Regions from separate parts of the Mus musculus genome. Here region 1 is linked to region 2. The links are chromatin contacts, called in public HiChIP or PLAC-seq maps. All regions are on one chromosome and are shown on one strand. Each heading gives the region's core, a stretch centred on a gene start, on an enhancer-like site or on the middle of the called end of the contact. The rest is flanking DNA. Distances are from core to core; before and after follow the strand shown. Region 1 has its middle 16 kb from the start of Gm40371. Region 2 holds the start of Ezh2 (enhancer of zeste 2 polycomb repressive complex 2 subunit).

Region 1 (5,435 bases), core at 2,925-5,424, 42 kb after region 2:
TTCATCACGTGTCCTTTCACAGGTTTGCTTTAGCAGAACATCCTCTCTCCTGTGTCCACTTCAGCTAAATGTTCCTCCATGTGTTTGCCCCAGCAAAATACCATCCAACCAACTTTCCAAAGAACCCTTAAATTTCCACTTCAAGGTCATTTACTATTCAATAAACCAGGAGGAATCTAAAAGGCAAGCTCTCTTTGGATGAGAACAAAATTATTTTTTTTCAAGAAGTTTGGATAAACCAGACACAATTGTCTTTTAAGGCATTTGTCTGAACTCCAGCCTAATTATTTTCAGGGCTTTGGGCTAGAAAGCAAATTGTGTTGTGTTACTCTAAAAGTAGGTTCTTACAGAGTCATCTATAATCACTTCAGAGAGTCTCTGCAAGCCACTGCTAGAATATGTAATGTAATAAACTCTCGTAGGTCACTAAGTCCCAGGATTGTAAGTGATACAAAGGTCCCAACCCCTTCCTCCAGTCTTCAGAATTATTTCTTTACCAGCTATACCAGGTCCCCAATCCCAGCCTGCCTCCTACAGCTTCTTGTTATATATTTATACAGGATGAGAAGGAATCCAGAAAGTTGCCTTTGAAGAGGAAGTTGGAAAACCTTTTAGTCTCACGATCCATGATTATGTCCTTTATTACAAAAATTGGCAGAAGTTAGGAACTGAAAAGATGGCTGTACTGGCTGGTTTTGTGTCAACTTGACACAGGCTGGGGTTATCACAGAGAAAGGAGCTTCAGTTGGGGAAATGCCTCCATGAGATCCAGCTGTGGGGCATTTTCTCAATTAGTGATCAAGGGGGGAGGTCCCCTTGTGGGTGAGACCATCTCTGAGCTGGTAGTCTTGGGTTCTATAAGAGAGCAGGCTGAGCAAGCCAGGGGAAGCAAGCCAGTAAAGAACATCCCTCCATGGCCTCTGCATCAGCTCCTGCTTCCTGACCTGCTTGAGTTCCAGTCCTGACTTCCTTTAGTGATGAACAGCAATTTGGAAATGTAAGCTGAATAGACCCTTTCCTCCCCAACTTGCTTCTTGGTCATGATGTTTTGTCCAGGAATAGAAACCCTAACTAAGACAATGGCCCTGCAGTTAAGAGCACTGGCTGTTCTTACAGAGGACCAGGGTTCAACTCCCAGTATCCACATGGCAGTTCACAGTCATCTGTAACTTCAGTTCAGGGGATTAGCACCCTCTTCTGGCCACCAAAAGCACCAGACACACATGTACACAGACCTACATATAGGCCAAATGGTCATAATACATAAAATAAAGACTATTTTTTAAAAATTGGGTTTACCTTATTTATTTTCTGTTATGTATGTTGTTGTGCATCTCATAATTATTATTATTTGTTGGTTTGCTTATAGGTTCTTGGCTTCCTGCTCCAGCAACTATGTCTGCTGCTTGCTGCCATGCTTTCCCATTGTGATTAACTATTATCACTATGGACAAACAAATCTAAATTATTCTGTAACTTGCATTAGTAAAGTGTTCTTATCACAGTAGTAACAGTGGTACCAGGAGTAGGGTGTTAGTGTAGAGAACCTGACCATTTCTTTTTAAAGGAATGTGGTAGACGACTTTGGAAGTTTGGACTAGAAAGGGCAGGTATTTTTGTTTGTTTTTGTTTTTTGGTTTTGCAAGACAGGGTTTCTCTGTGTAGCCGTGGCTGTCCTGTAACTCACTTTGTAGACCAGGCTGGCCTCGAACTCAGAAATTGGCCTGCCTCTGCCGCCCGAGTGCTGGGATTAAAGGCATGCGCCACCACGCCCAGCTAGAAAAGGCAGTTTAACAGATCATTAATCCGAGTTTAAAGGGCCATCCTAGTAGGAGTTTAAAAGACAGTAGTACTGAGAACAATGCAGGGTATGGAGGTCCAGTTCACGTGATTTTAGAGGAGAACATTATTAGAACTGGGTTAGAGGTCATTCCTGTAATATTGTGACAAAGAATTTGGATGCCTTCTGCTGTTTTCCTAAGAACTTGTCTGAGACTAGATTGAAAAAGTAATGTAGGAGGGAATCAGAGAAATGGCTCAGTGGTTAAGAGCACTGACTGTTCCTTCAGAGTACCCAGATTCGATTCCCAACACCCACATGGCAGCTCACACCCATCTGCGACTTCAGTTTCATGGGATAAAAGCCACCTCTGGCCTCTGTGATCACCAGACTTGTGTGATGCATGTAAATACAGGTAGCTAAAACACCTATACACCTTAAGAAAAATCTTTTTTTAAAAAGTAAATTTTCTATGGTGGAGATTTCAAGGCCATATAATATTGAATCTGTGGTGTGGTGTGGTATGGCATGGTATGGTTGTTGTTGCCATTAGGTTTTTCATCGTCTCACTATGTAGACTTGGCTGGCCTAGAATTTATAGATATAATATGAAAAACATGTAAATTATTAGACAAACTACTATGACTAGTATTAAATTCTCATTTTAGTTAGATGACAAAATCCCCAGAGCTATAAAGTTTTTATTGGCTCTAACTAGCATCTAGCATCTGTGAGCTGATGAGATGACCCAGTGGTGACAGCTAGCTATCAGGACCAGAGCCTGGATCTCAGACACACAATAAGCCAGATGTCCCGCAAAATGCCTTTAACTCCAGATCTGAGGGATCTGATATCCTCTTATGGTCTCTACACCTAAAACCATGCACATCCACACATCCACACATAAAGAAATAAATATTTTTAAAAAGAAAATAAGACATAGCATTTGACAACATTTCTAATATGTTTGCTAAATTATATGCTTCTAAAATCATTGTGTCAGCTAACTTAGTCTTCAGAAACCTCTAAGCTTTTGGTACCATTATTTAATTTGTAAAAGTTTTATTATTTTATGTGTATGGATGCTGGTATGAATGTTTGGGTTCTACAAGTATGCAGTACCTGAGGTGACCAGAAGAAGGCGTTGGATCTCGTATAACTGGAGTTATGGACAATCGTGAGCTGCCACATGGGTGCTTGAAATAGAATCTGGGTTCTCTGCAGAGCCAGTACTTTAATTTTATTTATTTATTTATTTATTTGTTTGTTTGTTTGTTTATTTATTTATTTATTTATTTATTTATTTATTTATTTATTTTTGGTTTTTTCAAGACAGGGTTTCTCTGTGTAGCCTTGGCTGTCCTGGAGCTCACTCTGTAGACCAGGCTGGCCTCGAACTCAGAGATCCGCCTTTTCTTATTTGCAGTTATGTGTATGTGTCTGTGGATATTTGCAAGTGAGGTCCAGAAGAGGGTGTCAGATCCTTGGGAGCTGATGTTGCAAGTCATTGCAAGTTGCTTGATGGGAACTGAACTCTGGTCCTCTGAAAGAGCAGCAAGCAACTGCAATGGCTGAGCCATCTCTGTAGCCCTGGTACTATCATTTTATCTAGGACAAATTTTAAATGTTAACTTATATTTAGGGTTTCTCTCACGTTTCTGAAATTCCCAGTGCAACCCTAATGACCCATTTCCACTCTCCCCGTTCATTACAGTAGAGGTTTAGGAAGCCACCTGGGCCTCCCCCCCCCCTTCCCCCACTAATTCGCTGTCTTTGAAATCACAGGGAGAACATTTACTTACTAGGAAAAACCTAAGAAATATTTTCAGTGAACTGCTTTATTTTGACTCAGTGGAAAAACTTTACCAAAATTTCTCAATAAGATGTGTGTGTGTGTTTAGACTAGGAACTTGTATATGTCTTCAAATGTCCCATCTCAGAGCCACTTTCCCAATTCCACAATTCTAAAATAAATAGATAAACAACAACCAAGACAAAAAAACGTCCTGAGAAAGGTTTATGTGTGAACTCTGTTTCATATTTTTGTTTCGGGCTTAATTCATGCCTGACAAAAACACCCAGGTCCAACCCACATCTTCAAGGGAAACACCCTTTTTTACAGGATATAACTTCGTGTTATTCTGGCAGTTTTTAATGTGCATAACACCGAAGTGTAGGTAATCTCTCTCTTTGTCCTTATTCTCATAATACATATTTAATTGTTTTAAAATGTCACTGTCTCAGTTCCACAGTGGGTAAGAAACCATGAGTAATATGGGGAGGGAGCTAAAAGGAAAAATCACCCATAAAGGGGATTTTACACGCACAGAGCCTCACAGAAGGCTCAGATCCTAGCTGGTGACACCTGCTGATGTGACTCTTTATTTCCACCCTAGAACTACCCTTGCAGGGCACATGCCAGGCCCCACCCCAACAGGCCAGGCTCCCTGACTCACAAGCCTTGGGACCCCAGGACACTTCCAGTTTTCAGAGGTACTGCCTCCCACCCTACGTTTCTGTCAGAGCAGGCTCTTGACTCAGTTTCCTTATTTTGCCTTACCTATTGAGGCAGGGCGAGAGTTCCCAGCAGATCTCTTGCAGACCTCGTAGCTGCCCTCAGCCCTCCGGGTTTACTTTCATATTTAGTTAGGCTCTACCCACAATGCATTTGTAAAAAACTGAAATGCAAAAAAAGCTTGGTGGTTAACCTAATTCTCCAAGTCATTGCTTATGAAACTTTGTTTCACTTTCATCACGTTTGGCATGTTGATTTTATGTGTTTTATTTTTAATGGTTATGGCATAGGCCCTAAAAATATCTCCTTAATTAGAAAAGATCCTAGATAGGAATTATAAATAGTCAAAGACTGGCATTACTGTTTAGTTGGTCTGGGGTTGTGGGTTATTGTTAAATTGTTTAACACTGTTTCCCCCCATACCCATGCTTGACTAACGTGGGGAAATTTAAGATTACATTTAGTCCATTATATCAGTAGAAAACTTTTTTTTTAAAAAAAGAGATTACTTGTTTTAAGTATTCTGGTAAGATTAACTTTCTAGTTACACACATGTATTAACCTTCAAAGTGTCTGAAAAGAAAAAATATGCAAAGAAGAATCATTAAATTAAAACACTAAGAAATGTCTTAGTTAGCTTTGAACTTACTAAAGAGTAAACAGCAGTAAGTTTCCATTGTAAGCAATTGTGGAGGGAGGGGGAAGCCCTTATAGAAGAAACCATCTTTCCCAGATATTGATAGCATGAACTTATGTGCCTGATGCACTGTCCTGATACAATTTAATCCAGTATGGATTTTTGAGACAGACTCGCCTTAAACAGCCTAGGCTGATCTTAAACTCCCTATATAAGAATTTACCACTTATTCCCTTTTTAAAATATTTCTACTTGTATAATTGTGTATGGATGGGAAAAATCTCGAAGATAATACATGAAATTATTGACAGTGTTTACATAACTCTTCAGGATTTCAAGTCCAGTGACCACTTAAGAATGCACTATTCTTTTCTTAGTATGGTGGTGGTGATGGGGAGCAGGGGCGTGAGATGGAAGGGGGTGTTTATAGAGTTCAGAAGAGGGCATCTGATCCTTCCCAGCTGGACTTAGAGGCAGCTGTGGACTGGCTAAAGTGGAACTGA
Region 2 (5,742 bases), core at 3,233-5,732:
GGAAATCACAGTAATTCCAGCTCAAAGGGATTGGAAACCCAATTCTGGCTTCCTGTACACACGCATGCACATGTACTCACACATGCAAGCAAATAAATATTTTTTTAAGTTTTTACTATGTGGGGGTGGGGTGAAGGAGTAGGTGGGGGAGTAGCTGGGGGAGGTGGTCTAGAAATCAAAGGACAACTTACTAGAGTCAAACAGTTCTCTCTACCTTGAAGGTTCAGGGTGAATCAAACTTAGGTCATCAGACTTGGTGGCAAGTACTTTTTTTTGCCCACTGAGCTATCTTGACAGCCTAATTTTAAAAAAAAAAAAAAATTGTAATAGAAAAAAATGTATCAGGTCTAACTTCTATAACTTTTGAGATACTATTAGATTTGTCTCTACTTTTGACATTAAGAAAGAATGAAGAGCCCTGCATGGTGGCGCACGCCTTTAATCCCAAACAGGCAGATTTCTGAGTTTAAGACCAGCCTAGTCTACAAAGTGAGTTCCAGGACAGCCAGGGCTATACAGAGAAACCCTGTCTCAGAAAAAAACAACAACAACAACAACAAAAAAAAAACAAAAAAAAGAATGAAGATCAGGTTACAGAACTGCACAGCAGTGTACAGGACCATAGAAGAATGATGAAGAACAACCCAATAAGTGACTTATAATTAGTCATTGCTTCCTTCAATTTTAGCTTCAAAACCTACCTGAAATTACAACAAGGTATCCTTCAGTTAAAAGTCTTGCCACCTTCAAGCCAAATATAGTGGCACATGCCTATCATCTTAGCTACTCAGGAGGCTAAGATAGGAATATCATGAAAAACTAATAGTTTGAGACAGTTATGAACAACACAGCAAGATCTACTTCAAAAAAGAAAAAAAGAAAAGCAGAACCTGGTGGTACACATTTATAAAACTAGCACTCAAAAGACTAAACAGGAGGACCTCAAATCCAGGTCAGCCACAGCTACAAATAAAGACCTAGTCTCAAAAAAAGAAAGTAAGTTTGGGCTAGCATTTGAAATGTAAATGAAGAAAATATCTAATAAAAAATTGAAAAGAAAGAAAGAAAGAAAGAAAGAAAGAAAGAAAGAAAGAAAGGAAGGAAGGAAGGAAGGAAGGAAGGAAGGAAGGAAGGAAGGAAGGAAGGAAAGAAGGCAGGCAGGTATAGTGGCCTATCCTAGCACTCAAAAGCCAAGTGAGGTAGGATAGGACTGCCTCAAATTTAAGGCCTGTCTGGGCTACATAGTAAATTCAAGACTAATCTGAGTTACATAGCAAGTGAGGGAGGAAGACCTAGCCTGTCTGCTTTGCCAATTTTCTTTATTATTGAGGAAGAATATGTGAACCCATGCATGAACACATAAGATAGCTTTTTTGGGGAGTCGGTTCTCTCTTCCCCTGTACCAGGTTCCAGGAATCAAACTTGGGTTTCATAGTAAGCAGTTTTATTTATATCTCACTGTTTTCCAAATTTCTCTGTCAATTTATTTCACTGTATCTTTCCAATTTCCTTAAATCACTTGGTTATTAACTATTCTCTGGAAACTACCAACCTAAGTGTTAGGCAACCAATCAAAAATAGGACAGAAACTTTGTCCCACAACACTTAGACAGTGTGAAGCATAAACAAGTGAACAATTTGATACATGCAATAATATAAGTATGAACAAAACTCTGTGAGTGTCTGAGACTTCTGGGACAACATCTCTAAAATAAAGCACATACTCTGATGGACCTTTCTCTGAATTTAATGAATTGTTCCTTTCTACCCATGTTCCACCGTAAAGATTCTACCAACCTATAACTACTATGGAATGTACTGAAAAATTCACCATCTACACTGACATAAAGACTTCAAAGCTAATCTATAAACCATTTCTATAGCCCATAAATCATTTTATCAGCAGAGAAATTTTCCTTTGTTCGTTTTTTTAAGGCAAATCAACTTTCTTCATTATTATTTAAAGGCTAGTAATAAAATAAATCTAAACTTCTTGAGCATATGACTTCAAAGGATAAAGGACAACCTAAAGCAAATGAATTTTGGTGTGATTTGGAAAATCTGACTAAAACCTTTACATAGCCAACACAAAAATAATCACATGTATCCATGCAAAAGAATATCAGTACCAAAAAGAACACTTCTAGCTACACATGTCAACAAGTGGCTTTTTCTATCCCTATTTAGACTTCTTAAACATTTCTCATTTCTACCGAAACATAAGGCAATATTTTCAACCAATTCTTCAGAGAGTTAAGGAAATATATGTGGCAAGTACAAAACAGCAAATGTCAACTACAGGAAAAAATCACATATTCAGGCAAAACTGAATTGTTAAATTCTAAACTAATTTTCTACCAAAATTCTATACAACTAGCTCACCTCATAATGAATGAGATTATCAATAGGATTTTAATGTAAACATAAACCTTATGCTACAATCTCAACATTTAGAGCTGCACCTGGAATGTCTATTCTACGATGCTCCTGCAAATCAGAAACAACAGAAATTTGACACTGCATTTCTTTGTCTCCATTCATATGAAACCGTAAATTAGCAGATGTACTTTAGGTCTTCATTAGATGAAACAGTGCAACAAGAGTCTGTTCTTTTGGTTTTTTTTTGTTTTTTTTTTTAAGAAATATATTCAAAACCCATCAAAATTAGAATATAGGATGCAATTTTCCTAAGTTTTCCTAATGCAATTTTCATTCTCTAGTACACCTCTCCAAAGAGAAAAGGCAGGATTCTTTTCGTTTAAGACCAGAATCCAATCCGTTTCCAACTTGAGAATACAAGAACAGGAAATTAAATATAACCTAAATATTTCCACATTCTTCTAAGTAAAATTGACTTTTATTCCTGAATATGAATTCACTGCTAATATTCATTAATAAAAAGTAATTGAAAATACATTTTTAAATCGCCAAAAATATAAACTACATTCAACTGTGACAGCATTAGTATTTTTCAAATGTTTTATGTGCCATTAAAAACCCATAGAATTAAACTGATAACGACTTTCCTGAAACTGAAAAGGCGTTGTAGCGTTGTTGTACGGTATTTTAAATATCAAAGACAAATTTTTACTTCAGATGAATTTAGATTCTACAGATCCTGTTAATAAGCAAAGTAAGTTTCTTTGAATTGTGACAAGAATACACTCGAATTTCTTAGGCAACAAATGCCTTTTCTGACTCACCAAAGCTATTGTTCACGGGAAACGTGACCCACTAAAAAGAAACTGTCAATTCTACAGCGTAAACCCACATTTCTCGTGGGTATTTTATTTCGATCATCTAGTCTTTAACAACCTACCCCTGGAGATTTGGGGAATAATCACTGAGTAAATGACAGTTGATTTCGTTAGCACCTGTCACCATTCTCAAAAGCACACAAGTTGGCCAAAACAGATTTTGTTTTTCTTTCAGGTTTTGGTCCTTTAGAAAGTAGAACTCACAAGACATTCACCAAGTTTTCCGAAAGCCCGTGCTTTCTCAATTTCTCCCATTTTCAAAAAGTAGCCCTGAAGCATACGATCTGGTGCGTGCAAGGGGGGCTGTATAATGAAGTGAGAGAAGGAAACACAGCTGGACTCTTCCATCGAACTTAGCACAAAGCCAGTCGAGGACACTAGCAGCCCGAGGCAGTGGGAGACTCCCGGCTCTCGGGGAAATGTCAGCCGCAGGGCTAAGGGAGTTCCCACATTGTGCACGCAGTCCCGCCTTAGCAAGGCCCGGCGTTAGCCGGTCGCCCCCAGCAGGGCCAGGCAAGGACGAGCCCTGCCCACTCGCGCTCGCGTCGCGCCTCCCCACGCCCCCACCCGCGCGGCGGGAGCCCCGAGTGTCGCGTCCTCCCCTCCCCTTCCGAGACACAGTCTGTCCTTTGTCTGAGTGCAGACTCTCGACTCGGTCCCACCAACTTGTGTGTAAGTCCCGTCCTACCCGGGCGCTCCCGCCTCCCAGCCACACAAAGAAGACTTGAGGCTCAGCGCTGCCGGCCCCGATCGGCCACAGGAACGCCCCCAGCCCCGGCCAGGCGGGACCAGGCTCCGGGACAGAAGCCCCCACTCCCGGCCCCCGCCCGCCCGCGTCTGCCGGAATCCACAGTTCACTCGTGGGACCGCGGGGACCGCCACACACCTCACGACCGCTCAGAAAGCTGTCCCCTAGCCCTCCCTCCGCGCCTACAAAAGCGGCGCTCGAGTGAGACCCGCTTGGGCGATGCCGAAGACTGGCCAGGCACCCGCGCGGAGGTCCCGCGATCGCCGCCGCCGCCGCCGCCGCCCCGGGGCGCGTTCCAGATCCCTGACTGCCGACCACCGGCGGCCGACGGCGCGGACTACCTTCGTCCCGCGCGCCAGCCCGCGCCTCTCCCGCGCGTCGCCCCCAACCCGCCGCCACCGCCACCGCCGCCGCCGGGACTCCACTGCCTTCGATGTCCCACTGGGTGTCGGACGCGACCGGACCGAGCGCCAAACGCAGCAACCCAATCGCCATCGCTTTTATTTGGCCCCCCCAGCACTATCAAGCGCCTCTCCGATTGGAGGATGCGAGAGGGCGCCCGTCCAATCAGAGGGCCGAACGGGCTGGGAGCCTTCGGAGCGAGCTCCAGCCCTGGGAGCGCGAGGCTCACCAGCGCGTGCGCGAGTGACAGGGCTCGCTCTGAGGAACGCGGCTTGCTGGGTGGAAGCACCACAGTCGCTGTCTTTGTTCTTTTGCCAACGTGCGGTACCTCTCAGGAAAGCCATGGACAGGCAGGCGGAGGCCGGGCACTTGGCGGGACCCGAAGCCCGCTATGGGCAGGAGGCGGGGAGGTCGGGATGGCGGGAACCGGCCGGGGGGCGGGCCAGCTCTTGGCGGGAATGGGCGCTGAGTGGTTCTCGGGAGGGGGAGGGGAGGAGACGGGCGGGCGCCTGAGCCAAGTTTGAAATAGTTCAAAACTCGGGTTGGTAACGGTCTTAACCGCCCTCTTCTCCGGCGTGCCATACTGGGCCCGGGGTCCAACACTTTTGTTGGCGCCACTGAAAGGAAGGCGTGTGACCGGCCCCACAGGGGATTCAATGCGGGGCGGCCCTCGCTCCTCACGGAGAGCACCAGTAGGCAGATAAAGTTAGTGCGGTTCCTTTCGGCACCTTGGAGGCTTTGGCTAGCAAAACTGGTGCCTAATCCCCTGACGACGGAAGAAAAGGCGACCAGATTTCTCTGAAAGGCCTTCCAAGCTGCGTTTATGGTTCTTAGCACTTATCAAGGTTTCAAGTTGTTTATTAACAACTTTTGAGAGCAAATAGCTCACCCCATGTTTTCTCAGCAAAGTGTAAGGAGTTTGCAACATTTGTCAATGGCATCTTGGGAGTCAACCTTTCTCCCCGAGGAATAGAAATGAGCTGCTTATACAGTACGCAGCCCAACCCCCACTCCCTGTTCAGTTATCTGGCAATGAGGTGAATAATGGTATTTCAAATTTACTTTTAATAAGATGCATCTGAATGGCAAAATCCCACAGACCTGTGAAAACAGGTTCAATAGTGAAGAGTTCAGACTGAGAATTTGTAACACTCTGGAAGTTATGTATCTGTATTGGTCGTGGTTCTCTAGAGGAACAGGTTGAATGAATGAATGAATAAATGAATGTATTCATTCCTTCACTGATAGAATGGATAGAGAACTGAGAATGAATATGTATATAGATTTTCAGAATATATAGAAAGAAGGAATATATACATAATCCTTCACTGGCAT

Evidence for each region. HiChIP or PLAC-seq counts read pairs in DNA pulled down with a chosen protein or histone mark.
Region 1: an H3K27ac HiChIP or PLAC-seq map of CD8 T cells shows a contact between it and region 2, with 27 times the contacts expected there. The contact joins the enhancer-like site here to the promoter of Ezh2 in region 2. A contact is called at or near these places in 6 of 39 promoter capture datasets (the 3T3-L1 cell line, the C10 cell line, cranial neural crest and 3 more), 3 of 15 datasets of contacts at CTCF or cohesin (CD8 T cells, the NIH/3T3 cell line and pro-B cells), 29 of 484 Hi-C or Micro-C datasets (the 63-12 cell line, B cells, the Ba/F3 cell line and 19 more), 33 of 115 datasets of contacts at active chromatin or transcription factors (the 230-238 cell line, CD8 T cells, DN3 thymocytes and 22 more) and 4 of 9 other capture datasets (adipose tissue, liver, macrophages and 1 more).

The regions. Positions count from the first base shown.
Region 1 is chr6:47,632,482-47,637,916 of GRCm38.p6, forward strand. No RefSeq gene overlaps it. Among named protein-coding and RNA genes, the nearest start is that of Gm40371, 16 kb to the right of the region's middle. Within about 2 kb of position 4,175, at least 116 of the 459 cell types and tissues checked have an H3K27ac peak or open chromatin away from gene starts, as enhancers often do. A contact at or near this core is called in the 230-238 cell line, the 63-12 cell line, B cells and 22 more, where this site is marked.
Region 2 is chr6:47,590,548-47,596,289 of GRCm38.p6, forward strand. It overlaps Ezh2 (enhancer of zeste 2 polycomb repressive complex 2 subunit), which reads right to left and starts at 4,483. Exons shown (of 20, transcript NM_007971.2): 1 at 4,347-4,483. F830010H11Rik (RIKEN cDNA F830010H11 gene) reads left to right here and starts at 4,662. Exons shown (of 1, transcript NR_168258.1): 1 at 4,662-5,742.